2 separate regions of the Mus musculus genome follow, and region 2 is linked to region 1. Evidence: chromatin contacts called from public promoter capture Hi-C data. All regions are on one chromosome and are shown on one strand. The core of a region is the stretch at or near the end of the contact, and the rest is flanking DNA. Distances in the headings are between cores, read along the strand shown. Region 1 holds the start of Zdbf2 (zinc finger, DBF-type containing 2). Region 2 holds the start of Mdh1b (malate dehydrogenase 1B, NAD (soluble)).

Region 1 (5,860 bases), core at 1,709-4,208:
TTGCTTGGATGTTTGGAGAGGTTTTGTCTCTTTCTTTCTTTCTTTCATTTTTTCTTTCTTTCTTTGGACAAATTAACCTGTATTCAAGACATTATTTTTTCCCCAGATTGTATGATGCACTCTCAGAAAGTCTCCCGTTCACTGCTGTAGAACAGGACAAGAGCCTAAGTCCATTTTCAAATCCAAGAGCAGAATTGTGATTGTTTTCCATTTTCCCAATCTCTTGCAGACGTCATACCCAGTTATACCTTTTCAAAGAGAAGCCTTTTTTTGTCCAAAACACTCCATTTATTTTCTATAAAAATTCTGATACTATTTGTTAATGACAATGTTCACACTCCTCATTTCACTGGTTTTTGTAACATCTAAAAATGTACAAGCCAATCTAGGGCGGTGAATAGAGATATATGAATTACCTGGAATGCTTCTGCTTCCCCCCTCACCCCACCCCCAGGCACTAAGGACAGAACCCAGCGCCTTGTGCGCTAGGCAAATGCTCTACCACTGAGCTAAATCCCCAACCCCTAAAAAATTTTTCTTGCACATCTGTGCAAGAGATAAACCAATAATATTGTTGAATGGTTTGGAATTATATTGTCTTTCAACTGACTATGTCATTCTAATGAAAGCTAGCAAAATTCGGAATCCTCATAGGAAATATTTCTCAACTGCCTGACAAAAGACATCAACTTAATTAAAAAAAAATAAGTAAGAAAAGTCAATAGAAGGATATGATTTTACATAAAACTCTCGAAGCTGGTTGAGGTGGTGCACACCTACAATCCCTGCATTTGGAAAACTGACACAAGAGGCTCATGAATTCACAGGCTGCCTGGACTGAATATTGAGACCCTGTCTCAAAAATTAAAAAAAAAAATGCATTAAAAAGTTAAACTACAACAAACAAAACCCTGAAATCTAAATTACCTGTCTACCAGTAGGAAATATGAGAAGCAATTATAATCATAACAATGGCCCAGCCATGTTTAAAAAGACCATTTTAATTCAGTGTCAGTTCCTTCATATAACACTAGCAACTAATTTTCACCTTTGCTTTTTTTTCCTTTTGGGTTATCCATGCTATGCTGGTTTCCCGATGGCGACAAGCATCCTGGACACTTCCATTGGGTCCTAATAAAATAATAATAGCTAACCGTGAGCACTTAATCTGAGCCAGGCATGCTGTCAGCAGCTTCAAATGCATTATCTTATCAAAAGATAGGAGGCAACCCGAGGTTTAGAATAAGGAAGGATATTGTTCCAGGTCTCACACCAAAAACAGGGTGGCTGGTGAAACTGAGCAAATGGTGCTTCAGTTCCTTAACATCTAGACATTTTTTAATAGAAAAATAGAATTTAATAGAATAATTTTTAGAAAAAAAATGTTTTAATATTAGGTGAAAGCAAATAATTAGCAACCAAATTTGGTACACTATACAATTATCACTACTCTGAAAACAAAAAAGGATAAAATTAACATTTAGTTTAATTCCATCATTTATACCTTTTGAGTGTTGAAAGTACTTTGGTGACTTTAAGGTTATTTAGCATGAGACCATAGGAAGCAATAACATTTTTATATTACAACCCAATGCTCGAGAGTGCGCGCGTACACACACACATGCACACACACGCACACGCAGTTTTTAAAGGTTTCACAAAACAATACCCTAGCTGTATACATTCTGGCATTTTTTGTTATCTTAATTCATTTTTTAATGTTAGTCATGAATAACTACATCAGTCTCTCAATTGACCAACAGGTATGAAAAACAGTGCCCCAAATTATTAGGAAGAGTAAACAATATGTTATAGAAACCGGTTGCTACCCTGATTTCAGCTTTCTTCCAGCCAATGGGCTGGCTACTGCAGTGATACGTAATCAAATTTTCAACGAGTTTCTAGCTAGCATGTAACGCTTTGGTTTCAGACCATACAGAAAAAGTCCTCGATGTATTAAGTGAAAAGAACGAAAAATAAACACCCACACTTATGTAAAACACGCACATGAAGCAAGTACATGAACGTATACATTCTCAAAAAGAAGGGGCTGATAATCTGAAATTGTTAATGGACTCTCTCTAGTGGATGAGATTTGCTACGGGCTTTCTCCATGCCCCTCGCCGCCCCTCGAAGCATATAACTGCAGCAAAAACAAATACACGTATTTAAAAAAAACAGTATCATTTGGGGACGAAAACCGTTTTTAGTGCCTTGCGACCTGCATCTTTTCTTTTTCTTTCCCGAGCTACCCATAACTGTCGTCAGAAAACCGTAGAACCTGGAAAGGGCCTTCTTGGGAGCAAGTAAAGACGACGATGGCGTCTCTGACCAGCTCTACACAACTGTTGCACGACGGCAGCAAAGCGATCGGTAACACGCACACACTCACACGACCCAGCATCGACGGTCCCCAGCAAAACTCCGCGGCGGGGAAGGCCGGGGACCGAGCGCGCAGGCAACGCGGCGAAGGGGGTGTGTGGACAGGTGGCGCCGAATGCCTCGCGCGGCCCGGTCCGCCCGCCGCCCGCCGCCCGCTGCCCGCCCTGGCCTCTCCCGCGTCCCTGCCGCCACCAGGGCTCACCTCCTCCCTCCGCCGTGCCCCGCAGCCGCCCCGGGGCTGCGCGCCGTGAGGCCGCCCGAGTCCGTCGCGGCGAGCGCGGGAGTCCGGACGAGCCGTCCACGCCGCCCCCGGGCAGGAAGCGGGTTTCCCGGCCCGCACACCGCCACGGCCCGCCCCGCCACGGCACTCACCTCCGTGGATGCCTCCTGCTCTCCTTCCGGGCCGCTGCGGGCCGCGGCCGGCCTGGGCGCGCTGCCCGCCGCTTGGGTTCCGCCGCGCCGCGAGGACCCCCGAAACGTCCCGAAGCCGCCGGGCCCCGGGCCACGCCCGCCCGGAACGGAGGAGCGGAGCGGAGCGGAGCGCGTGTCGCTCGACGCGGGCTCCGAGTCGCGACTGGGCTCGGGCTGGCACGGGCTGGCCAAGGCACCGCAGCCCCACTGCAGCTCTGACGTCAGCGAAGGTGCGAACACTGGGCCCCTTCTGACGCACGGCCCGGCGCCGCCCCCGGCCCCCGCGCCAGCCCCCGCCGCTGCGAGCCCCTTCCTCCCGCTCTTAAAGCGCACACTTCCTGCAGGCGCCGCCCCACGCGCCCCCCGCCCGAATCAGAGCTTGGGGTTTGGGGCTTGGGACCGGGACCCAGAGCCAAGCTTCAGCTTTTGGAGAAGTTAAGTCCCAAGTGACCAGATGAAAAATGGCTCGCGAAGCAACATGTGAATTCGGGCAAGGAGAATGGCGTTCAAGGGGTTAATGAAGAGCTTGGTTGCCCAGAGTCTGCAGTGAGGTGCCTCAACCAAAAGCTGCTTTTCAAAGACCCGTTTACTCAGGGCTAGACACTGTTTTAAGGTTGCTATCGCGTTCTGCGTTTCACTGCTGAAGGGTAACTGTAAAATGAGTCCAATGAGCCCCCTTTAACAAAAGGGGAGACCCGGGTTCCTTTAAAGAGACAAGGTATTCAGACTTCTAATAAGCACAAGAAAGGGTTACGAAAATTAACAAATATCTGTTTGCCCTCAAGTACATTCACTGCCCTATCTTCTACAAAAGCAGTAGTGAGCAAAAACCAAGTGCTATGGGGAGACACAAAGCTAAATCAGTTACTACTGAATATGTACTAAGAGTCTGTGATGAAGAAAATAATCGTTACCTAAAATAAGAACAGCCTCTGAAAGCTATATTTCCTTCACACACACACATCCTTTTCTTTTGCAGACAGGGTGTTCACTAAGTAGCTCAGGTTGGTCTCAAACTCTTAATTCTCTTGCTTTGCCCTCCTAAGTGCTTAAAGTACAAGTACCGCTCAAGGCTAGGGAGCCATGCTTTATGTAAAAGTATTCGTGGTGCTGTTGGCACGGCCTTTCTGGAGACTCATCCCAGCCACTCAACACACAACACATTCCAGCCAAACCCTGATGTATATATTCCCAGTCTCTAGATTTCTTGTAAAACACCAAAAATACAAACGTCTTTAAGAGAAATGTTTTACACTTGTCAGCCTTGGAATTATCGACGAAACCCAGTCACGAATTAACCCTTTTCTCCTGACATAACTGTATTTCAGCTAAAGCACACATTTTTTTTTTAATCTTCCCACTTCAACATCTCCAAAATCAGAATGCATCTTAAAAACTTGGGGCCTCTTGATTTTGTTGGCCAGATGGCAGTATTGCTACCACATACAAAAGATGTGTGCAGCTGTTTAAAACTGTTCTTGCTTCAAACGAGTAAAAATGCATTGTTTAATGAAACCCGCAACCCTACAAGGAAGGGAAGTATTAGACATCTCGCCATTCAAACTTGAAAACAACTTGCAAGCTTCTAGCTCAAGACAGCTCAAGCGCACAGGAACACACACACACACAATAAATGTGGAAAAGATTTCCTGGGGAAAGGGATGACTTTTTTTTTTTTTTTGAAAGGAGGATTTTTCTAAAACCAAAATCAGTTTCCCCAGCACTTCCGAGATGAGGGTGACAAGATGGGCTAAAATCTATTGCCTTGATGCCAGTACCCAGTTGCTCAGCAAGAACATTAGTTCTCAGTGCTTTGGGGGACCTGTGGCTGAACAGTGAAACGACAAGCCCCACTGGGCAAGGTGCCATGTTCCTGCAATCCCCAGCACCCAGAAGGCATGGGGATCTCACATGTGAGGCCAGCCTGAGCTACCCAGCAAGACTTTAACTCAACACACACACACACACACACACACACACACACACACACACTATAAAGCTAATCCAGTACTAAAACAAAAAGGAAAAAGTCCACCTTGAATATCTCTTTTTTCTTTTTCTTTTTTTTTTAACTGAGTCAAGCAGCCCACTTATAATCCCTTTTCAACTTTAATCAGAAACACTGAAGAGAGACAAGATGGCTTGGAGATCACCTGAAGTCACTGACTCCTACTTAGATCAAGAAGGTGCCAGCGCCAAAATTCGAGGGAGAGGTTGGGCTAGCTGCTTGAATGACTAAGATCTTGTGCATTACTAGCAGTTTAAAACATTTTAACTTATATCTATAATTTAAATATTATACGGAGAGTCAGTATGCATGTGTAGGTATGCCAGGCACGGAGCTCCTACAGCAAAAAGACCAAGTAGAGGTCAGAGACTGAAAGAGCCACATCTCTTCATCACAGGTCCCAGGGTTTGAACTCGGGTTGTCAGGTTTACATGGCAAGCTGAGTCATCTTGCCTATCACCAGCATTTTCATGTCACAGAAGATGAACTGCACGGAAAAAAATCACAGCAATCAACAGCTGACTCAAAACATGAGTCACAAAAATTAAGGTCTGAATTTGAGAAAGCTTTTTTGGAACATCTTAACCACTTTTACTTCTATTTCTTCTTATATACACTAATGTATATATAATGTGCAAAGTCTGGGAGGGTGTTTTACATGTTAAGAAAATAAACTATCCCTGTCTTATGGGACACACATAATTTTTCTTCCAATGTCATCCTAGCCAACAGTATTAGAAGCAATGCCATTCTGCACCAGACTGCAGCCCATTCAGATCGGATTTCTGTCTACTGGTAATGAGTGATAGGCGAGTTCATTATCAACAAGAGAAGATCAAAAAGTTGTAATTTCCCATTTCCTTTTCAATCCATTATTGAGGTGTGCACACAGCAAAAACTCATCCAAATGACCTTAGTCAACAGGTTTCTTGCATCCCATCTCCTCCCTAGTCTTGGTGGAACAGGATCCTAAGTATATATTCTCTCAGATTGTCTTCCCTTTAATAAAAACAATGTTCATCTCTATCCAGAAATCACTTTCTGGTCATTTTAGCTAAT
Region 2 (5,860 bases), core at 1,538-4,037, 460 kb before region 1:
ACCAGCCCCCATGTCACCAGCTTTGTTTACTTCAGATGCACCAACCTATTTCAGCTCCCTGAGCTAGCCACCTTTTCCATTGAATGTCAGCCATGTAATGTCTGCTGCAGACACCAACCCCTTCATAATTAATCCTCACAAAACACCAGCTGCTTCTTGGACACTGACTTTAGTGTCTTTCTCAATATCTTATCTCCACGTTTTGAAGACCAAAACTAGGTTGGAAATCCCATTACACACTCTCATAAGACCCTATATTCACTCACTCATTGCACTGAGAGATCTATGTGTGCTTTGATAGCTGCACTCTTGAGTATTCAGCACAGTGCCCTCAACATAGCATGAGTCATTAATGGAATGTGGCCACCACTCCTGTAACTGCCTACAAATACATCTTCCAGTTTAGATTGTAGGGGTCATGATTATAAGAAAATATGTGTTACATCTTTTATAACAACTGGTAAATGTGGTACCTTGTACATGGTTGACATCCAATATATAATCAGTATATAAATAAAGGAATCCACTAGCTGTTAACCATTAAATCTGTTTCCTAGTCTTAATTCTACTAATAGGATTAAGGTTATGTAAAAAAACAAACAAACAAAAAATCCGCTAGTTTACCTCCCATCCATTCTCCCTTCAACTACTCAACCTTTCTCTGCATCTCTCTTCATTTCCACTTAACCCTAGAGAAGGTCGGTGGGGCAGGTTTTCACAAATTTCCAAAGCAAAAGAAATGATCTAACTTAAGATCTCCTAGCCATTAAAACATACATTCTGCTGATAGTCTTTTAAGGAAGCTATACACACCTACATCCCCTGAGCTCCTTCAAACCATGTTAAACGCAGTACAGCCACACTTAAGTCTCTTTGGACTTACCTGAATCGTCCTCAGCAAAGTCTGTACCATAAGAGTGTTCTGAGGGATTCCCAGCTTCACTATAGCATTAAGGCTGAACAAGAGGTGGTCATAGTGCATAATCTTGGCTTCTCTCATCATCTGCTCACACAGCTGGTTAAAGGCAGGGTGACTGAACATCAGCTGTCTCTCAAAGCGCCTCTTGTCTTCAGATATCCTTTTGGCAATTATCCACATTGCTAAGAAATAGTTACTACCAGGAAATGTAGGTGCTTTTGAAAATGTGTCCAGCACATCACTCAGAGAGTTACACTCCTGGGCTAGCTTTTTATAATTCACAGGGGTTGGTCTTACTTTCTTGGTGAACACATCTTCACTGGAGGTATGATGAAAGTTTATTTTCTTTAAATCATGATCAGATGTCCCATCAGAGACAAAAGAATGTTTTGCATCAAAGGACAGTCTTCTAGGACAAAGCAGCCTATCAGGTTTAAAAACGGCTGAATGGCTTATGCCTTTAGTTTGAATACAACCATCTACTGATTTAGAAATAAATATATCCTGAAAGAGGTATCTAACAGATGGTTGCAATCCCTCATCAAAAACATTTAGCCGATGGTTTCTTGGGTTCCATTTTGAATGAATAACCTCTGGTCTGCAAGTTCCCAATGGATCTATCCTCAAAGCTCTGCTTCTTGGAAGTAACGTACTGAATCGTCGGATGGTCCATAACAAGGAACGTGCTTTGCTATTCATTCTGCTATCTATTGGCACACTTTCAAATACCCAAGATGCAACGCAAGTTGCCGTCTTTCTAAAAAAGAGCACATGCTGTGGACTGTCCTGTAGAGGATAGGTAAATAAAAGAAATAATGGTTAAAAACTGTTGCTTAAATAAGGGAAATGCATCTAACAGGGGCTTGCATGGGCACCGACGAGCCGCTAGAGTTTTATATTAAAATGGAACATGTCCTCGGTATGCTTCCTCCACGTTTATTTCATCTTTGTAAAAGTACCCAGGTCAATCACTTTAGCAGTTGTGGATAAAGTAGTTTCAATCAGTCAATCAATAAATGTGGATAAAGTAGCATAGATAGGTAGGTAAACTGAGAGATAGAAATAGACAGCTAGAAAGATAGATAAGACAGACAGAAAGATAGATAAGAATGTCTTGTGTAGGTGTTCAATATCGGCTAAGGAGAACTTTGTTAACACTACTTTGGAGGCCTTCACTGAAAACTGTATCATTGATGGACACTTCAGATCATCTTGCATTGGCCAAAAGCGAACTGTTAAGAAAACGTACTCGGACAGGTCGGTCTTGGTTAGGGACGGAATTAAAGAAAAAAAGCGATGTCCTTCCCGCCTGAGAATCTACAATCAGCCAGGTTCATCAAGATCCCGGAACCGGAGTCGGTGTCTTTCCGCAAATGGGCCGCCCAGCACTGCCCTAAACTTAAGACCCAGGCCACTTCCCAAACTTTTCTCCCCTAGGTAAAAAGACAAGTACGATCCGGCCCGCGATTCCGCTTCTGCTTGCCATCCACTCACCTTCGAACAGAACCCCGTGACTACACATAGGCGCAGCCATGACAGTTCCTCCTCAAGCGGCGCGTCTGGTGACGTATTACGGATTCTTTTATAAGTCAAAAAGCATCGGTTCTCAGCGACCGCGGAGGCCATGTGCAAATAGGGAGGAAAACCTTCCAGAAAGAATAGTTTCTATTCTCTGATGAAAAGATAGAAGCGAGAGCCTTAGGAAAACACGGAGCTTATAAAGTTCATCTATTGTTGTTTATGGAAACTCAAAACATTCAAATAGTGACTTTGAACTTTTAGCCCCTGGCGGTGCAGCCTCTTTTGAACGCGCCTGCGCCAGTTTTAGTACCCGCCGCGGTTGCCAGGAAACCGTGACGCCACGGTCCCAGTTTCTAGGTCTTGCTAGAAATCATGGCCAAATTTGTGATCGCGGGTGAGTGCTTCTCTAGTAAGCCCACAGATCTCTTCCCATGGGTGGTCAGCCTTGTTAACTGGCTTCTGTTCTTCAGCCCCATCCTTTAGAAGGATCATCTCAGGCTTTCTAGGCATTCATTTAAAGACGCTTGATACACAGTGGCAATGTGTCAAAGTCAGATGAGCAATGGGGACACGTTGGGGAAAATTCCCACCTCTGCCCTTGGCCAGTTTTAATTCCCACAAAACGTATAAGGGGTACAAAACGTATAAGGAATTCCTCTGATCTGCTGTGACTAATGTAATGATGGACAACTGCACAGGCCTCGGCGGGGTTGGCGGGAAAAGGAGCATAAGGAATGGATGGAGAGAAGGAAATAACTAAGCTATTAAAGAAACCAACCTCCAGATAAAGGCAAAGAGCTAGAAGATCTGTAGTCTAATGGAGGACCTGGATGTGGGAATGTCGCAGGGCCTGGGTTAGAATTACAAAATATAAACTAGATATTTAGTTTAAACAACAACAACAACAAAAGTTTGTACTAAATCTTGAACAAAATTTAACGAATTTAGGTAAAAATAATGTCAAAGTGTCAATTCGTCTACATTTTTAATGTAGACCATCTTGACAGCTGGAAGCAACACCACTACTTACTGGAACAGGCTGTTGACTGTATCTGCTTCCTCTTCTTTCACCAAGTATCTTTTTTTTCCTTTTTATTATTATTTTTTATTAGGTATTTATTTCATTTACATTTCTAATGCTATCCCAAAAGTCCCCCACCCACCCACTCCCACTTCTTTCACCAAGTATCTTAAAAGAGCTCCCTACTGTTCTATCCTTCCTTCCACTCAGTCTGGCTTCTCCTTTGGCCTTCCTATACAAACTATTTTGGCCACAATCACTTCTTTATTACACAATTGGAATTTACCATCCCTTTGGAAGTACATCTTTTGCTTCACTATACATTCAGATAAATATTTTTTTTTTTAGCACTAGAAAACGGGATGGTGGGAATACATACAGTAAAAACTTTCAGGACACTTTGTATATAACAGTAACAGGTCAGTGTTCTGGAGGAAACAGTGGTTGTGATGGTTTGTATATTCTTGAGCCAGGGAGTGGCACCATCTGGAGGTGTGACCTGATTGGAGTAGGTGTGCCACTGTGGGTATGGGCTTAAGATCCTCACCCTAGTTGCCTAGGAGTCAGTCTTCCACTAGCAGCCTTTGGATGAAGATGTAGAACTCTCAGCTATGCCTGTACCATGTCTGCTTGGATACTGCCATGTTCCCACCTTGATGATAATGGACTGAACCTTTGAACCTGTAAGCCAGCCCCAATTAAGTGTTGTTTTTATAAGACTTGCCTTGCTCATAGTGTATGTTCACAGCAGTAAAACCCTAAGACAGTGGTATAGGGTCTACCTAGCCAAGGGCTTCCCAGAGGGAAAAGTGATTAAATAGATGCCTGAACAACTACAGTTACCAAGCAGAGAAGACTCGGGAAGAAGCAGAAAAATTTACTGTGGATAATAGGGAGTAGAGCTGGAGTGTGAGTATAAAGATCATATATGGTTGTGAATGGAAACGCAGAGCACTCAGGTAGTATCTTTGAACCCCTAGCTCTTCTGAAAGAGCCTGAGCTGCCCTTGATGGTGCAGTTGCTGGGGAAGCATGAAGCCACGGTCCCAGTATCTAGGTCTTGCTAAAGATCTTGGCCACATTTGACGATAATTGAGAGTGGTTGGTAAGCATACATTTGAAATGAGTTTAACTGGGCTGGAAGAAAGGATGTAAGGGAAGAAAGGATGTAAGCATCCTAGGCTGAGGACAAATGAGATGATTCGGATTCTTCTGAGCCACATTCAGTATGTGAGACTTTAGCAAAACTACCTAGAAGGTTATTTATAAAGGGATAAGGCCATTAAATCTGTATCTTCCCTGAGAGTTATGGATACAACAAGAGGCTGGTTAGAAGGCTGGAGCTATATCATGCAAAAAGAGCTGCTTTGTGGGGAGAAAAGCAAATAGACTGAGGAATGATCTGAAAGATGAAATATGTTGGAGAAGATGTGTAATTCACTGAATGACTATGAGAAATAAAGGAGAAGTTACACACCTAAGCTTATGGGTAACTGGGTAGACTTGGACTCATTTAAAGAACTTTTATCAGAAGAATATGTTTAATAATCTACATCTCACAGTATTCTCTCTCTCTCTCTCTCTCTCTCTCTCTCTCTCTCTCTAACAAAGTCTCACTATGTCCCCTAGCTGATTTGAACCTGGCTATGTAGACCAGGCTGGGCCCAAATTCATAGGATCTGTCTCTTCCTCCTGAGTGCTAGAATTAAAGCTATGCACCACTACACCTGTCTAATCTCAATATTCTTAAGTGAGGAGATAAATCTAACTACTATAGGAGATGCAAGAATCTCCTACATTTTTTGGTAGAAGACATAAAATAAAAATGATCCGCATGAGATAGTTATTGGCAACCACAGTGATTAAGCTGATTAAAGTTTTCAGTCTTTTTATTAATGGCTAGACCAAGAGTGGGATTTTGCCTCTGAACGTCTCTTGGTGCCCAAGAGCAGGGGTTCGGTGTTTTTAAAGGCAAAAGCCATAGTGTGATTTACATCAAAATTAGATGAGAATCAGCATACCCTTGAAACATTCATTGCTGGCAGAGCCATTGTTAATTATTTCAGACATAACATGACAATTATTTTTAACTTATATTTTCTTTAGTCATTTTAGTTTAGTTATTTTGGTTAAAACATCTGGACTGTGGTCAAGGCCATGGAAATCTCAAATGGGTTGCCAAGAGAGACACAATCATTGTGGGAAAGGGGCAAATCATTTAAGCAAACCCAAAGTGGAGACGAACAAGATGGCAGTACCTTAGTCATTTCAGAATAGAATCCAGCTTATCCTGCTGAGTGTCCGTGATACATTCAGAAAGAGATGATAGAACACAGGAAAGTATAGGCATCTAGATAAGACGTACCTGAGCTAGGAACACAGACTGCCCCTTGAAACCAA

Evidence for each region. Capture Hi-C pulls out chosen DNA fragments and counts their contacts.
Region 2: a promoter capture Hi-C map of pancreatic islet shows a contact between it and region 1. The contact joins the promoter of Mdh1b here to the promoter of Zdbf2 in region 1. A contact is called at or near these places in 1 of 115 datasets of contacts at active chromatin or transcription factors (bone marrow-derived macrophages) and 2 of 9 other capture datasets (adipose tissue and pancreatic islet).

Annotation. Positions count from the first base shown.
Region 1 is chr1:63,270,367-63,276,226 of GRCm38.p6, reverse strand. Zdbf2 (zinc finger, DBF-type containing 2) reads right to left here and starts at 2,958. Exons shown (of 7, transcript NM_028673.1): 1 at 2,755-2,958; 2 at 1,049-1,131. It overlaps Gm11608 (a long non-coding RNA gene), which reads left to right and starts at 2,971. Exons shown (of 3, transcript XR_865482.2): 1 at 2,971-3,023.
Region 2 is chr1:63,727,245-63,733,104 of GRCm38.p6, reverse strand. Mdh1b (malate dehydrogenase 1B, NAD (soluble)) reads left to right here and starts at 2,787. Exons shown (of 11, transcript NM_029696.4): 1 at 2,787-2,834. The coding sequence starts at 2,813. It overlaps Fastkd2 (FAST kinase domains 2), which reads right to left and starts at 2,480. Exons shown (of 12, transcript NM_172422.3): 1 at 2,414-2,480; 2 at 884-1,705. The coding sequence starts at 1,618.